2 separate regions of the Triticum aestivum genome follow, and region 1 is linked to region 2. A link is a contact called in public Hi-C data. All regions are on one chromosome and are shown on one strand. Each heading gives the region's core, a stretch centred on a gene start, on an enhancer-like site or on the middle of the called end of the contact. The rest is flanking DNA. Distances are from core to core; before and after follow the strand shown.

What was found. Hi-C and Micro-C count contacts between places; a contact is called where the count stands out from the background.
Region 1: a Hi-C map of leaf shows a contact between it and region 2, with 3 times the contacts expected there. The contact joins the enhancer-like site here to the promoter of LOC123063099 in region 2. A contact is called at or near these places in 2 of 5 Hi-C or Micro-C datasets (both in leaf).

Annotation. Positions count from the first base shown.
Region 1 is chr3A:670,769,258-670,773,773 of IWGSC CS RefSeq v2.1, forward strand. No RefSeq gene overlaps it. Among protein-coding and RNA genes, the nearest start is that of LOC123059028, 5.4 kb to the right of the region's middle. Within about 2 kb of position 1,609, at least 1 of the 8 cell types and tissues checked has an H3K27ac peak or open chromatin away from gene starts, as enhancers often do. A contact at or near this core is called in leaf, where this site is marked.
Region 2 is chr3A:670,726,121-670,730,405 of IWGSC CS RefSeq v2.1, forward strand. It overlaps LOC123063099 (CBS domain-containing protein CBSX6), which reads right to left and starts at 1,496. Exons shown (of 2, transcript XM_044486837.1): 1 at 929-1,496. The coding sequence starts at 1,251.

The DNA of each region.
Region 1 (4,516 bases), core at 359-2,858, 43 kb after region 2:
TCTAGGCAGAAGTTCAACTTAACAGTCTCTGCTGAAACACTGGTATATTAAACAAGTGGTGAGAGAAGGCAAATCTCTAAATGAGTATTTGAGATCTGGTGGGGATTGTTAGAATTAATGGGCTAGGCCCATAGCAATTTCTGAAATCTCAAAGCCCATGTGTAAAATGGCAAGTGGTGGTGCTAAGTTTAGTCCCACCTTGAAAGTTGAAGAAGAGTTGGACCTCTTATATAGTGGGTTCTCTCCACCACTCTAAGTGGTGTGTGAGAAGAGAAAGGGAAAACCACACGCGCGCGCTCGCTCGCCTGGCCCGGCCGGGCCGGGCCGGGCCGGGGGCGAGGCGGCGCGTACATGCGACATGCGCGTGAATGGTCCGCCGAAATCCGGTCCGTCTCCTTGCAGGAGCGCAACTTCCTTTTGCCGTTTTATTTTTTATGTCTTGGCAGACAAGTTTTTGATTTCTTGTCCGTTAAGTATACGAATTAGAAACCGAGTCGGTTTGGGATTGTGGTCGCGACACAATACCGCCTCTGGTCCTAATATATATACAGCTACCGGCTGCGGCCAGAGACACACCGGAAAAACACCTAGGGTTTTGCCTCATCTCACAACTTGTGCCGCCATCGTAGTCTACTCCATCCCAAATGCCGGCGTGCATCGGCGCGTGGGAGAGCAGGTCTCCGGAACCGTTCGTCTTTGCGATCCTGCACCGGAAGAGGACGAATTAGGTTTTTGGGAAGCGCTGTGCGGGACTGATCAAATTCGTCATCACGGGTCGTCTTCCGTCCAAGTCGGGCGGTGCTACTCATCGTCGTATTCATCGCCGTCAGCAGCAGATCGTCGCCAACATCGTCATCAACACTGTCGCACCCATAATAGCTAACGATCAGTACGTCCAACATCCTTTGTTCATGTCTGTTTCTACAGCTATTGTTACGTGCTTGCTGCTGTTATGCAAGTCTTGCTGTTCTTCTAGTTTGCTAGATTATTGCATGAATTATTTACTGGAATTAATCATGAACTTGCCTAATATTCCAACAAGTACGTTAACGAGCGCTCACAAGTTTTAAACGAACATAGCCAAACAAGATTTTTATTTCTCATTAAGCTTAACGAGCTAAGCCTTAATTGAGCCAAGTAGCTCGTTAATCTCGATGGATGTCCTAACCAAACCACACAGCTGATAGTACCACTCAAGGTTGTCAAAATCGTGATTTTGAATCGGATCGAAGCTTCGATGGTAGAATCACAAATCGTAGAATCTTCATTATCAGAATTGTAGAAACGTAGATTTTATAAAGTAAAATCGTAGAATCATAGAAATCAGTTTGGATCGTAGAATTGTATAATAGAATCGTGATTCTGACAACCTTGATACCACCAACCTGCTACCACCACGCGCGCGCGCAGTTCTGGAGTCAAAATCTAACGCAGCCGTCGCGTTGCTTCGCGGGAGGCTTTGCGCGTCTGGTCGCCATCCAAAACTGCTGCATGAGTGCATGATTCCGAGATCGGATCTCCACCCATCCATCCAGGATCCAGCAGATGCATGATGTGTCCCTTGTAGGAGTAGTCGTAGCCTTGTGCTCGCATCCCAATCAACGCATCGGCCGGTCCGTTTCGTACGGCAAGTGCGCGTCTCGTCTCGCCTCGTACTCCCGTGGTGGTTATCCGGCGACGCATCGCCGTCTCGCCCTCTCGTCTCGTTTGCTGCTGCCCTGGTCCAGATGCAAACTCCTGATTCGCATTCTTCTCTCCACTGTCAGCGAGTCCATGTTCGTGTGCGTGTGCGTGTGCGTGTGCACGGCACGGCAGGCAAGCGGCGATCGGGGAACCGGGGAAGGAAAGTGAAGGGCATCGTGTATACAGTACTGCGTAGAGGGAAGCTGACTCGGGGAGGTCCGAAAGGGCGCTTTTGTGCTTGGCATCTGCTTAGGGTGCTGACCTGGCCGGGGGGCAATCTGAACTCCTGATGGGCACAATCACTCCCACCCAACGACCAAGCGTACGTACGTACGTACTGGCCAGTGGCCATCATGAATTGATGATCGTTGATGGGAAGGCCGAGTCGGAGACAGAGATGGATGCATGTGCCGTGCGGGGAAGAAGAGTGGTACGGTACCATGTACTCATACGTCCTAGTACTACCTGGGAGGGACGAGCGAAGACGGACGTGCGTGCTTTCTTCCTGATCCTGATAGTTGCCTTGTATGGCCGGCCGCCGGTGCGAAGATGAGACGCCGGTGAATGTAAGATCATGAGCCATGTGTACTCCATTTCGAAAAAAAAACCGAGCCATGTGTACGTGAATGAATCCTTAAACTCACCATGATCGTTATACTCTACCTCAGAATATCTGGCTACTCAGAGCATCTAAAGCCGGGCACCCTAAACATGCCTCTAACGCCCCGGACGGGTTGATCGGTCACAAAAATTAACACATCCGAACGCCTCAAAGAAGACTCAAACACCCAGACTAACCGGCATCCTCATATCCAGCCTAAATATGGGCGGATATGAGGCGGTCCAGGCGCGCCCGCCACGTCGGCTTGGCCCAGCCTGGGCCATGCCTGCTCCACAAATATCGTCGTCCGGAAAATCCTAGACCGTAGTCAATCCGAACTTCACTTCACTCCCCTCTCCTTCCACTCCACTTCCGATCCCCTCCAAACGCATCCATGGCCGTGACCGAAGCAGCGCTACCCTCGGTGGGGACTCCGGCTCCGACAACGACTGGTCTAGCTTGCTGCACGAAGTGGAGAGCGACGATGTGGAGTAGGTCACCCTCCGCATCGCATTGAGGCATTCGGTCATCGATCAAGGCGGATCCGGCAGGGGCGGATCCACTTCGTCAGGGCCAGGCGCCCATCGACGCAACGCCCGCGACGACGCTGGCCCGTCCCGCCTGGCGCAGCTCCGCTCCTCCAGGTACGCCGCCCATCACCAGTACCCTCTGCTCCGGAGGTGGTGCCCGGCCACCGCTGGGTCCTCATGCCTATGCCGGGGCCAGCGTGCACTCGGACGTCTGAGTCGGAGGCATAACTTGATCAAAGTTTGCAAAGTTTGAATTTTTAAATAATCTATGCACACGACATTATAGAACGGATGAAGTACATAATAATATTTTCATTGTACCTCGATCCATATAGTCAATCTAATCGACTCATCCCAACACATAGGAGGCAACAAACCAAACTAGTACCTCCTCACATGCTCACCATCTTTCTTTGTAAAATTTACACCCACACTCTCTCTCCGTTTCAAAAAAAAAAACACCCACAATCTGGCTCCATATGCTATAACATATCGTAGTCTATTAACAAGCGCTCATGAGCTTTAGATGGAAATAGCCAAACACGATTTTTTTCTCATTAAGCTTAACGAGCTGAGCCTTAATGGAGCCAAGCAGGTGGTTGATCTCGATGGCCCGCTGAGCCGATCAACTGTTTGGTTCCATTCGATGGCGCGCAGTTGTAGAATCAATCTAATGCACCCAAAAAAATCTAGCGCACCCGTCGCGTTGATTCGTGAGCAGTGCTTGGCACGTCTGGTCTGTTCGTGATTTTGGCCATTCGCTGCATGAGTGCACAATTCCCAGATCGGATCTGCATCCATCCGTGATCCGTCTCCAGCAGATGCTGCGTCCCTCCCTTGTAGCCCTTGCGCTCGCGTCCAAGTCGACCATCGGCCGGTGTCTGTCTCGTCTCGTTCTGTCGCCCGTGTCGTGGTGGTTAACCGGCGACGCGTGGCAGTCTCGCTCGTTTGCTGTGCCCGGGTTCCAGATGCGAACTCCTGATTCGCATTCTTCTCTATCGTAGCCAGTCCATGTCCGTGCGCGTGTGCACGGCACGGCAGGCAAGCGGTGATCGGGGAACTGGGGAAGTGAAGTGAAGACAGCAGGCTGGCTCGGGGAGGTCCGAAGGGGCGCTTTTTTTCTCCTGGCGTGCGGGGTGCTGATCTGGCTGGGGGCTATCTGAACTCTTGATGGTCACGGCACAATTACTCCCACCCAACGACCAAGCGTACGTACTGGCCAGTGGGCGTGATGAATTGATGATCGTTGATGCATGTGCGGGGAAGAAGATCACAGTACCGTGTACTCGTAGTACGCCCAGCTACCTGGGAGGGACGAGCGAAGACGCACGTACGAGTTTTCTTCCTGGGAGTTGCCTCGTATGGCCGCCCAGATTTCTCAAGACTTCGATCAGCGGCGTCGTGGTCGGGCTCGAGCGGGGCCAAGATGAAACGCCGGTGAAAGTGGCGAAGCCACATGTTGGCTGTGTAGTGAATTGACTACACAGGTTTGTGAAAAAAAGCATCATGTAGAAGCACAAACATGCAAAAGATAATACAAAATTCATAGAAATACACATATCTTGACTACACAACATTGAGTTGATCACACATGATTAAATTTCTAGCACCGCCACTGCCGGTGATTGTTAGCAGAATAGCAGATCACGCGCCACGCACACGTGAATGAATCCGTAAACTCGCCACGATCGATTATACTCGA
Region 2 (4,285 bases), core at 246-2,745:
GTCTCGAGGAGCTATGTGATAGTCTTTTAAGTTGTTGTCAACAAATGGTCCCTAAAGGGGCAACTAAAATGATGGTTTAATGAAGAAAGCATGACCAGTTGTGGCATTTCTTTGGATCCTGAAGAAAAAAAACTGTGCACACAGGGATAGAGCAACTTAAACTTGAGCAGTGGATTTGCGACTAAGGCACATGACCTAGCAAAACAATATCCAGATTGCCACATTATTTCTGTCCGGAAGTTCGATCCAACTATATTTCATGAACAGGAGCGAAATTCAGTGACTCTTTAATGAAATTCAGCGACTCATAAGCATCAATCTTAAGCTCACACAAACCAGGTATGGATTAGGATCTGTTTTGAAGGCACTTAATCAAACTTTCCAGTTTTACCCAAGCATGACGGGCTCCAACGATCACGCCTTACCAACTATCCTTTTGTCTGAAAGAGATTGTGTTAAATACAACCGCTATCCCAGTTTTAGTATCCAGTAAGCACAACTTCAGGCAGCTTCACTGAGCAGTAAGCACTTCCTGATTTACACCCACAGCAGCAGTCAGCACAGAAGAGTAATTTAACCACAAAGGCACAAACCCCCAGTGATCTCTTACAGATGCAGAAAGACCCAAAAACAATTTTGTACTACCCGCATACAAGACAAAGATCACCAACCAGACCGCATTAAACAACAGAGGCTTGCGCATCAGCATTCGGCTGTAGTGAAGCACCCCGAGGGAGCAGGCAGGGGCAGATCCGAGCTGAGCCTGAGTCAATAGAGCCACAGTGCGTAGACTGAATCGCCACTGCCTACGACTATGAAACCGCAGACGAGTGATGCCTGAAGACTTGGAGATTGGGTGGGACTCCTGATGGGACGGGCGGGGGCACGACGGCGGCGAGAAGGGACGGGTCGAGGACCAAGAACTGACCTGGTGCCGGGATCGACCTCCCGGAGCAGGTCCTGGTTGGGCTGCACGGCCTCGCCGACGGCGGCGCGCATGGCGCGGTCGCCGGCGCCGGCGGCGGCGAGGAAGGCGGCGATGTCGACGGCGGAGATCATGCCGAGGAAGCGGGCGCCGGAGGGCGGGTCGTCGGGGGCGGCCCGCGCGCGCCAGACGGGCACGGCGCCCTCGGGGCTGCCGGCGATGGCCCGCGCCGCGTCGTCGAGCGTGTCGGCGTCGCTGAGCTCGGCTATCTCGGGCTTGCCGACGGTGAGGTCGCCGACGACGTGGTGGTAGAAGACGGCGGCCATGGGCTGGCGGCGGGGGGGCGCGGGGTTATAAGAGCGAGTGGAGGAGGAGCAGGTGGAGGAAGAGCCTGGAGAGGCCGACGGCGGGGGAGGAGGAGGGGGAGGCGGCGGAGGGGTCACCGGCGGCGCGGGTGCGGGGGTCGCCGGCCATGTCGGAGGGAGGGAAAGCCCATTAAGAGCACGGGGAGCAGATGGAAAATTGAGGCCGGCTGTGGGTGACGCGAGGGAGGGGGATATGCGACGCGATGCGGTGGGAGGAGACCGGCTGGCTGGCTGGGGTTAAATCAGCTCCGTGGCCGTGCTTTGAGATTCGGGGTGGTCGGCCGATGGATCACTATTGTGATTTAAGCATGCATTTATTGTGTGCCATGTATAATCTGTGAATCTGGCAGAATGATCGATCAACCACGTGGCGTTCATAGTGAGTTGACAACATCTAAACAGAAGGACGGACCAGTTGTACGGTTACGAGGACAGTGGTATCCCAGCCCGCCATGATTCAAGTCGTAAAGTTGACAGCGGTGCTCGCATTTTCTTGAATTTATTTCAGGCTTTTCGTTGGTGTGCGTTCAGTGGAAGGAGACGTTCTCATTCGACTATGAAGATGTTTTTGGCAACTTCATCAATCTTAAGATGATGTGCCGGCTTAATCTCTCAGATGTATTCATAAGGGCAGGATGTTCTTGCGCGAATTCATATAAGTGAATATATTGTGCGTATGTATGAGCATTTGTGTGTATGCCATGTTTATAAAACAATCTAAATGGAAGGATTGAAGGCTTGCGAGGGTGGGTGTTGGTGCGTATACAAGTGTTTACCTTTGTGCCTTGTCTTTTCCAAAGGAAAAAAGAAGATATAATCAATGAACGACTATCTGGGTAACCCTCCACCTTTGAGTACTGTTCTTTGCCAACGATTCAAACTTACTAGTAACTTATTGTTTGTTTGTTTCTTTTTCGCGGGTGAGCTAGTAACTTACTGGATAAAGTACTTCAAATTGAATAACTGAAAATTACATGACATCAAAGATACATAACAACAAAGCTAAAGTCACATGAAGTTTCTTTCGGAAGCCGACATCTCTAGCTACACAAAAGACTAAACATGAACATGCTCGACTAATCTCGAATGTTTCGAGGAGTCATGTCGTGTCTCGCCTCGCGTGATATGAATAGTCCACACCAGTATGTGAGAACTTGAGGTGACTGACACATTTGTTGTTGAAGATGCAACTATTGCAAGGCGGCCACTTATTCGTGATCATATTGTAGTAGGAGAAGACAGAGAGCACCTACTGAGATATCAAAAATGAAAGAACCCCTCGCTAATGCACACACGACACCACACATGACACTAGCATTAGTGCCACCACCGCCCAGATAAACCCAATCAACGGGCAGATTTTTGATTGGCCTGCTGTGCCTAGTGGCTAGCCTGATTGTTGATGTGATGGTCGATTAGGGCTGGATCAAAAGCACATAGTTTGTGAGATTAATAAGCGCTCGATAGCTTAGCTCGTTAAGATCGTAAGTCGCTCCTTAGCGAAGAGGCCAATCGTTGATCTCAGTCTGTTAAATTTAATGAGCTAACAAGCTCGTTCGTACATCATGACACATATTCTCATCTTATTCGCTTTCTTCTATAATGTAGTGCATATAGGTATTTTAAAATTCAAACCTCACAAACTTTGATCAAATCTCCGAAGAACAATATTTACGTCTAGAATGTCAAACATATAGAACGGAGGAAGTAGATGATAATTTTTTCATTGTGCCTCAACCCGTATATCAATCTAATCAACTCATCTCAACTCATAGGAGGCAACAAACTACTGCACCTTCTCTTGTAGTCACAATCTTCCTTTGCAAAATTTACACCGACACGCTCATTCTATATGCTATAACACATCGTAGTCTGTTAAGAGCATCTCCAACAGCCGCGCCAAAAGACGCGCGGGCGGTAAACTGGCTTTTTAGCGCGCGCTGGACGTTTTCGTGCGCTCCAGCGATGACGGAAAACGATTGCACGCGTGGGAGAAAAGGCGACAGCTCGCGCGCTAGATTTGGCGCACCGCGTCCGGCGCGCCTATAAAATTGCAGCGCCCTCTGCCGCTCTCTCATCGCTCCTTCTACCGCTTTCTCTCCTCGCCACCGACACGACACCATCGTGCCATCATGCCGCCTCGCCGCCGGGGAGCTTCGGGCTACCGCGGCGTCCGCATGCGTCCGTCCGGTGCCTACTCCGCCGAGATTCGGGCGGGCGGCGGCATGCGCCTCCGCCTCGGAACCTTCGACACCGTCCAGGAGGGCACCCACGCGTACGACGCTGCGGCGTGGTGCCTCCGGCGGTCCCGTCAGGACATGAACTTCGCCGACGTGGCGACGCGGGAGCGGGCACAAGAGTTGGCGCCTTTCCCGCGGCTTCTCACTGACGAGGATCGTCGCAAGAACCGGAGGCGGGAGTGCTGTCTCAGCCTGGCCGAGATGGACAAGGAAGCCGTGGCGTTGTGGAGCCATCGCTTCCCGCAAGACATCATCAACGAGGAACGGTTCTTCGCTGAGAGGAGAGTGGAGAGGGCGAAGAGGAGGGAGGAGCGAGCCGCCTATCGCGAGGACAAGCGAACACGAAAGGCGGTCGCTAAATACAACATCGCGCTAGGAGATGCGTCCTCCTGAGACTCCGACGACGAGCGGTTCCTTGACGCCTACGCTCAGACGTTAGAGGAGGACATCACCGAGGCAGAGTCCGAGTCTGACGAGTAGTACTAGTTTTTCGTTTTATTTTGTATCGTATAAGCAGTCTATGTGACGAACTATGAACTATCTGTCGTAGGAGAAGACTATAAACTATCTACGCACTATTTTGTATGAACTATCTCCATATTAGTACTATCGAAATCAAATATGTAACGAATCGTAGTTCAAATAGTAGGAAAAAAACAGATAAAATATAGCGTGCCTGCTGAAGCGGCTCGGGCGGTTTATTTTGCGGCAGCCGCTGAAGCCAGCGCACTCGCCGCACCCAAAAGCTACCTCAC